Regions from separate parts of the Oryctolagus cuniculus genome. Here region 2 is linked to region 1. The links are chromatin contacts, called in public Micro-C maps. All regions are on one chromosome and are shown on one strand. Each heading gives the region's core, a stretch centred on a gene start, on an enhancer-like site or on the middle of the called end of the contact. The rest is flanking DNA. Distances are from core to core; before and after follow the strand shown. Region 1 holds the start of ARID1A (AT-rich interaction domain 1A). Region 2 has its middle 73 kb from the start of ARID1A.

What was found. Hi-C and Micro-C count contacts between places; a contact is called where the count stands out from the background.
Region 2: a Micro-C map of ear pinna shows a contact between it and region 1, with 15 times the contacts expected there. The contact joins the enhancer-like site here to the promoter of ARID1A in region 1. A contact is called at or near these places in 4 of 6 Hi-C or Micro-C datasets (ear pinna, liver, psoas muscle and 1 more).

The regions. Positions count from the first base shown.
Region 1 is chr7:144,808,162-144,811,536 of mOryCun1.1, reverse strand. ARID1A (AT-rich interaction domain 1A) reads left to right here and starts at 1,792. Exons shown (of 20, transcript XM_051856814.2): 1 at 1,792-3,023. The coding sequence starts at 1,854.
Region 2 is chr7:144,881,300-144,884,508 of mOryCun1.1, reverse strand. No RefSeq gene overlaps it. Among named protein-coding and RNA genes, the nearest start is that of ARID1A, 73 kb to the right of the region's middle. Within about 2 kb of position 1,693, at least 6 of the 8 cell types and tissues checked have an H3K27ac peak or open chromatin away from gene starts, as enhancers often do. A contact at or near this core is called in ear pinna, where this site is marked.

The DNA of each region.
Region 1 (3,375 bases), core at 543-3,042:
TGTGCACCGTGTTCTCTTCCGAGGAACCTGGCCTTATCCCCAGCTCCACCTGGGTCTCTTTAGAAGGCAGTGGCAAACTTACACTGGGGGACAGAAATCTGGGTGGCGTGGCTTGCTAAGCGACCTGATAGCTGTGCCTTTTCTCTCTGCTCTGCCCCGCTCTCTTGCAGGGGCTTGTTGGAGCTGGAGCTCCCATCCCGCCAGCCCCTGGAGCCTCTTCTGTGGGCTGTTCAGTCTTCTTAGGCACTCTTTGAAGACTGTTGGTCATGGTGGGCTGAGTTCCCTCAGGAAGTGAGCCTGGGGCTTGGGTTCTCCAGCTGGAAAAATGTCCTGTGTCCCCCACTCTGGGCGGGTGCTTGATGACAGAGCTGGGAGTTTGGATCTATTCTGATATTTTGACCCCATTGCTGCATTTGCTCACAATTTGACTTTTTTTTCTTTAAAGGCTAAGTAGACAGGAGGCAGCTTTGGAGACTCCACTTCTTTTTAAAGCTCCCCCACCCCCCACCCTCCGACGTTAAATGACCTGGGCAGTGTCCTCCCCTCTCGGTCTTTCAATTCTGTAAAATGGGGATAATCCCGACCTCGTGCCCCCGGGGACTTGTCAAGACCAGCTAATGAGGGCAGGGGAGTGGGAAAACGCAGAGTCTGAACAATGATCGCTCGGCCCTTGCAAAGGGGTTAGAAAGCAGGGCTCTCTCGGCTGAGTCTTTGGGGCCGGTTTGTAAAAAGGCTTTCAAGAAGAAAAGTGCTGTGGAGGTGCTAAGTAACAGCCAAGAGACCAGGCTCGCTGCCAGGGGGGTCAGGCCTGGGCCGAGGCGGCCGCGGTCTCGGGCTCTGGCCAATTTTGCAGGCGCGGGTAAAGTTCACGCTGCCCGCTCCCCACGGTGCGGCCGGGAGGGGACCGGCCGGGGATCGGCACGCCGGGAGGGAGGCGGCGCAGGCTCCGGAGGGGCGCGAGCTCCGGGCCGGGTTTTCCCCGAAGCCTTCGGCGGCGGTGCTGCCGAGCGAAAGCGGCCGAGGGCCTGCCGCCGCCGCGGCTCGCTCTCTTCCCCTCCTCCTTTGTGAGGGGAAGGGAGCGAGTCCATTCCGCGGCGGCACCCGCTCCGCGCTCCACTCCGGGTTTGCCAGGCGGCCGCGACGGCGCTGGGTAAAATGGCAGTGCTGAGCCTCGTGTCGGAGTGAGGGGGACTCGGAGGAGAGTGGGGCGCTCTAGCCGCTCAGTCCTGCCGCCCGCTTGCTCGCCCGCCCGCTGCCGCGCAGCAGCCGCGGCCGGAGCCGCGGCCGGGGAGGGGAGGCAGGGCGCCCGGCCCGGCCCGCGCGCGCCGACTCTGCCTCCCGGCGCCCCGGCTGCTGCCGCGCGCCCTCCAGCCCGCCCGTCCCGGGTCCCCCTCCCCCCGCTCCCTCCCTCCCTCCCCGCCCCCTCCCCCTCGCCTCCCTCCCTCCCTCCCTCCTCCTTTCTCCGGCAGCAGAAAGCGGAGAGTCACAGCGGGGCCAGGCCCTGGGGAGCGGAGCCTCCACCGCCCCCCTCATTCCCAGGCAAGGGCTTGGGGGGAATGAGCCGGGAGAGCCGGGTCCCGAGCCTGCAGAGCCGGGAGCAGCTGAGCCGCCGGCGCCTCGGCCGCCGCCGCCGCCGCCTCCTCCTCCTCCGCCGCCGCCAGCCCGGAGCCTGAGCCGGCGGGGCGGGGGGGAGAGGAGCGAGCGAGCGAGCGCAGCGCAGCAGCGGAGCCCCGCGAGGCCCGCCCGGGCGGGTGGGGAGGGCAGCCCGGGGGACTCGGCCCCGGGGCGGGGTGGGAGGGGGGGAGACGACGAAGACAGGGCCGGGTCTCTCCGCGGACGAGACAGCGGGGATCATGGCCGCGCAGGTCGCCCCCGCCGCCGCCAGCAGCCTGGGCAACCCGCCGCCGCCGCCGCCGCCGCCGCCCTCGGAGCTGAAGAAAGCCGAGCAGCAGCAGCAGCAGCGGGAGGAGGCGGGGGGCGAGGCGGCAGCGGCAGCAGCAGCAGCCGAGCGCGGGGAAATGAAGGCAGCCGCCGGGCAGGAAAGCGAGGGCCCCGCCGTGGGGCCGCCGCAGCCGCTGGGAAAGGAGCTGCAGGACGGGGCCGAGAGCAATGGGGGTGGCGGCGGCGGCGGAGCCGGCAGCGGCGGCGGGCCCGGCGCGGAGCCGGACCTGAAGAACTCGAACGGGAACGCGGGCCCTAGGCCCGCCCTGAACAATAACCTCACGGAGCCGCCCGGCGGCGGCGGCGGCGGCGGCGGCAGCAGCAGCGACGGGGTGGGGGCGCCTCCTCACTCAGCCGCGGCCGCCCTGCCGCCCCCAGCCTACGGCTTCGGGCAGCCCTACGGCCGGAGCCCGTCTGCCGTCGCCGCCGCGGCGGCCGCCGTCTTCCACCAACAACATGGCGGACAACAAAGCCCTGGCCTGGCAGCGCTGCAGAGCGGCGGTGGCGGCGGGGGCCTGGAGCCCTACGCGGGGCCCCAGCAGAACTCGCACGACCACGGCTTCCCCAACCACCAGTACAACTCCTACTACCCCAACCGCAGCGCCTACCCCCCGCCCCCCCAGGCCTACGCGCTGAGCTCCCCGAGAGGTGGCACTCCGGGCTCCGGCGCGGCGGCGGCCGCCGGCTCCAAGCCGCCTCCCTCCTCCAGCGCCTCCGCCTCCTCGTCGTCTTCGTCCTTCGCTCAGCAGCGCTTCGGGGCCATGGGGGGAGGCGGCCCCTCCGCGGCCGGCGGGGGAACCCCCCAGCCTACCGCCACCCCCACCCTCAACCAACTGCTCACGTCGCCCAGCTCGGCCCGGGGCTACCAGGGCTACCCCGGGGGCGACTACGGCGGCGGGCCCCAGGACGGGGGCGCCGGCAAGGGCCCGGCGGACATAGCCTCGCAGTGCTGGGGGGCTGCGGCGGCGGCAGCGGCGGCGGCGGCGGCCGCCTCGGGAGGGGCCCAACAAAGGAGCCACCACGCGCCCATGAGCCCCGGGAGCAGCGGCGGCGGGGGGCAGCCGCTCGCCCGGACCCCTCAGGTACACAGCTGAGCGGGGAGGGGGGCTGGGGCGAGCTGGGCCGGGCGGTGGGGGGGTGGGTGGCGGCTGCGGGGAGCAGGCCCCAGCCGTGGGCTCCGCTCGGTCCCGGGCCCCCACTGCTGGGGAGCTGCCATTGTCTGGCTCTTCTCTCTTAAAATGGCTGCCTGTCTGCCTTCTTCTCCTTCCCTCCTTCAGCCTTTGTGTGGGGCTTTTCCAGAGGTGTCTGCTGCCCGGCTCCCCCTCCCCTGGCCCCTGCGAACTCCGCGGGTCTTCAGGGGGGTGCGGGGCAGAGTGTGCGGGGAAGGGCCCGGCCTGGGGTGAGGGGGTGCCGGGGGCTCAGATCAGGGGTGTA
Region 2 (3,209 bases), core at 444-2,943, 73 kb before region 1:
CAAACAAACTTTCAGGCAAAAATGAGTAAATGTCGGTCCTCGCAGATCTTACCAAATAAATTAAGTGATCTCCCAGGCCATTCTTTGGTGCTTCTAAAATCTCTGGATTTTAAAAAGTTAAAACATGATTTCCTCTATCTCACCATAACACCAAAAATTATTTTGAAAGTCCTGGTCATAAAGCAGTTTAGTACTTGGGTTCCACAGAAATTTGTTTGGTTATATTGTACGGTTTACAGCATAGACTACACTAACATAGAAGAATCTAGTTTAGGTTGTGTCAAATCGTGTTAAATTACAACATTAAATAAATGCAAAGAGCCAGAACAAAGAAAGTGATTAAGCTGGTTTAACAGCATTCAGCCCACTATGCTAAATCCCCTTAGGGGGCTCAAGTTAAACAACAAATTTGGTTTCTTGGCCTAAATCTTTTTCTTCAAAGAAGACATTTTTCTTGTAATTCTGATAGGTTTGTTTTCATCTTCAATCCTCAGGGAAGCTGGGGTGAAAACAATCTCTGACAGGCTCTGCATTTTAGAGAGAGATGGACCAGAGGGCGACGGGGTCTGAGGCTTGGGAGGTGTGTGATTGTTCAGTTCCAGAAAAACGCCAGCTAGTGACACCCAGGATGAGAATTTTATCCCGCAGTGAATCAAATAAGGCTGCGAAGGAGATAATAAGGTGTAATTATAGCAGTGCTGTTAGTGCCTGTTTATGGGGTCTGGCAGCAATTTGGTTGAACACCCCTCATTTTGAGAAATTTGTAATTTGGCAGTCAGAATTCTTGCCTTGAAATTTGGCACAAGCCCTCACAGTTTAATATTGCAAAATCTGGGAAATGTTGAAATGTGGCTGCTATTCTAATTGAACTTTTTCAGGCTCTTTCGCATTGGTTTTTTTCCTGCTGGATTAAAAAACAAACGTCTCCCTTTTGAGAAGTTCACGAGGCTCTCTAAACCACAAACTCAAGTAAACTTTCAGGCAAACGGACTACTCTCATCAACTCTCATGACTTAAATCTTGTGTACACACGGGGGGGGGGGGGGACAGCTAGCAATTGAAAAACCAGAGTTCCTTCTGTTAGTAGCCCTTTAAAAAAAAAATCCCCACAATCAGTATTTTAATTTCCTTTGAGTCAGAGCAGGGCAACGTGGTGTTGCTCTTCGGTTTATCAACCGCCTGCCTCCCCCACGACAATTCCCCGTCGTTTCGAAGTAAAAGGGAGGACGCTGGACTAGCGAAACGTGGCCAGCTCCGGCTGGGACCACGTTGGCCCAACGGACTTCTCTGAACTAACTGCAAGTTTTCTGACAGGAAACCGGTCAGTTCTTGTGTGTCTCAGCGCCGGTTCCCACGGCCTCGGCGCCCGCGGCGCCCCCGACGCCCCGCGCGGAGCCCGGCAGAGGAGCGGGGTGCGGGGCGCTGCGGGCGGCAGGGGGCAGCAGCGGGAGCCCGTTGTTCTGAGGCGGGGGGTGGGGCGGCATGCGCGCCCCCACCGCTCCCCGGCTCGGGTTCCGCGCCCCGCACCCTCCCCTCCCCCGCTCGCGCCGGCCCTCCCCTCCACGGGGAGAAGGGCGGGGACGCAGGGCCCTCCCCCGGGGCCGGGGGCGTGCGCGCCCCCTCGCACCCCTCCCCCCGGCCCGGCTCTCCTGGCTCCCCGAGGCGGGAGTTTCCAGGAAGAGCTGCGAGCGTGCCGCACCACCGAGCGCACGGAGACATCAAGTAGTCCCTCAGCGCGACCGTACTGGAGGGGCCCGCTCGCTGCCAGGGGGCCGTCGGCGTCGGCACCTCCCGGAGCTGGAGCGTGGAGGCCCAGCCTGAGGGAGCGCCAGGAAGGCGGAGTGCGCGCCCACTTCGCATTCCCAGAGAAGGGCTGTGTGGGGGAGGCGGAACGAGTTCCGGCGGAGGGCTCGGGCGCGCCCGGTTGAGTGAAGCGCCGCGCGGTCGAAGCGCTCACAGAGTTAAAGTGGGCGGGAAAACCCGGAGCGGACTCGGCACGCCCAGGACCTCCCGCCCCATTCTTCGTGGGGGAGGGGAGCGGAGAGGCCGAAGCAGAGAAACGTGTTCCCCTCCCCCGGCCGCCTAAATGCCCTCTGGAGAAACAGGTGTCCGCTCGCCACCTCGAGGGCCTCGCTGCGAGAGGCTCGCGGGTCCCGGCGGGGCGGGGCGGGCCGCGCGGCTCCCGCTCTAACGTCCGCGCCGTCGGCGCTGAGCGCGCGGTCGGGAGCCCAGGCCTGTGGGCCGGGGGCGCGGGGCGCGCGCATGCGCGCGGTGGGAGCGCGCTTCCGCCCCTCCCCCCACGTTCCTCCGCCGCCACCTCAGAGCCTCCCCCGCACCCAGCGCTCTCCGCTCGGGGGAGGCGGCCCGGCTTGCCCATCCACTGACTAACCCCTTCACCTCAGTTTCGCCCCGCCTCCCGTGAGCTGTGGTGCGGACTCGGCAGCTCGGGCTCGGCTTTCACATTCCCGCCTCCGCCCTGGCTCCCCTCCCACCCCTACAGCACTTCCTGCAAACTGCCCTGTTCTCGCTCGTCGCCGCGCCGCCGCCTCCTGGCCCGGACTGGATGGCCGTTTGCACGCTGGTCATGATCCTGGGGTCGTGCGTCCCGCGCGCTGGCAGCCCCCTGCTCCATTTTACAGATGGGGAAATGAAGGCCCAGTGCGCTCACAGCGTGCGCCCTAAAGGCTGTTTGGCTGGACGGCCGGCCCTTTAAACCTCACCTCTTGGCACCCTCAACCCTTCAGACCACGCCAGCCCAGTTAGCAAAAGCCTTAGGAACAGATGCCCCCACGTTAAGTATGTAGCGATTACCACGTTGGAAGAAGGGCCGGTTAGAGATTCGGGTTGGCGCACAGGCTGTTAGAGGTGAGGCTGATCATTTGTTCAACGTAAACTCGTCTTGAAGTAGGATGTGTAACGTCTTCCTTGGGTTTTGTAATTCTTACTCGGCGAGCTGGCTTGAAAACGTTCTTTGGTTCCTGAAAATATTTTTCACGGAATTTGCCCCTCAAATTGTACCATCTTAAGTATTTATTCGAAAGAGTGGCCGAGAGATGGGGTGGAGATGGATCTCTCCCCAAATACCCTCAACTTCTGGGCTGGACCAGGGGAAGCCAGGAGCCGGAAACTCCATCCAGGTCTCCCACATGGCTGAAGGGGCCCAAGTACTGAGCCGCCATCTGCTGCTTTCCCTGGCGCATTAGCAGGGC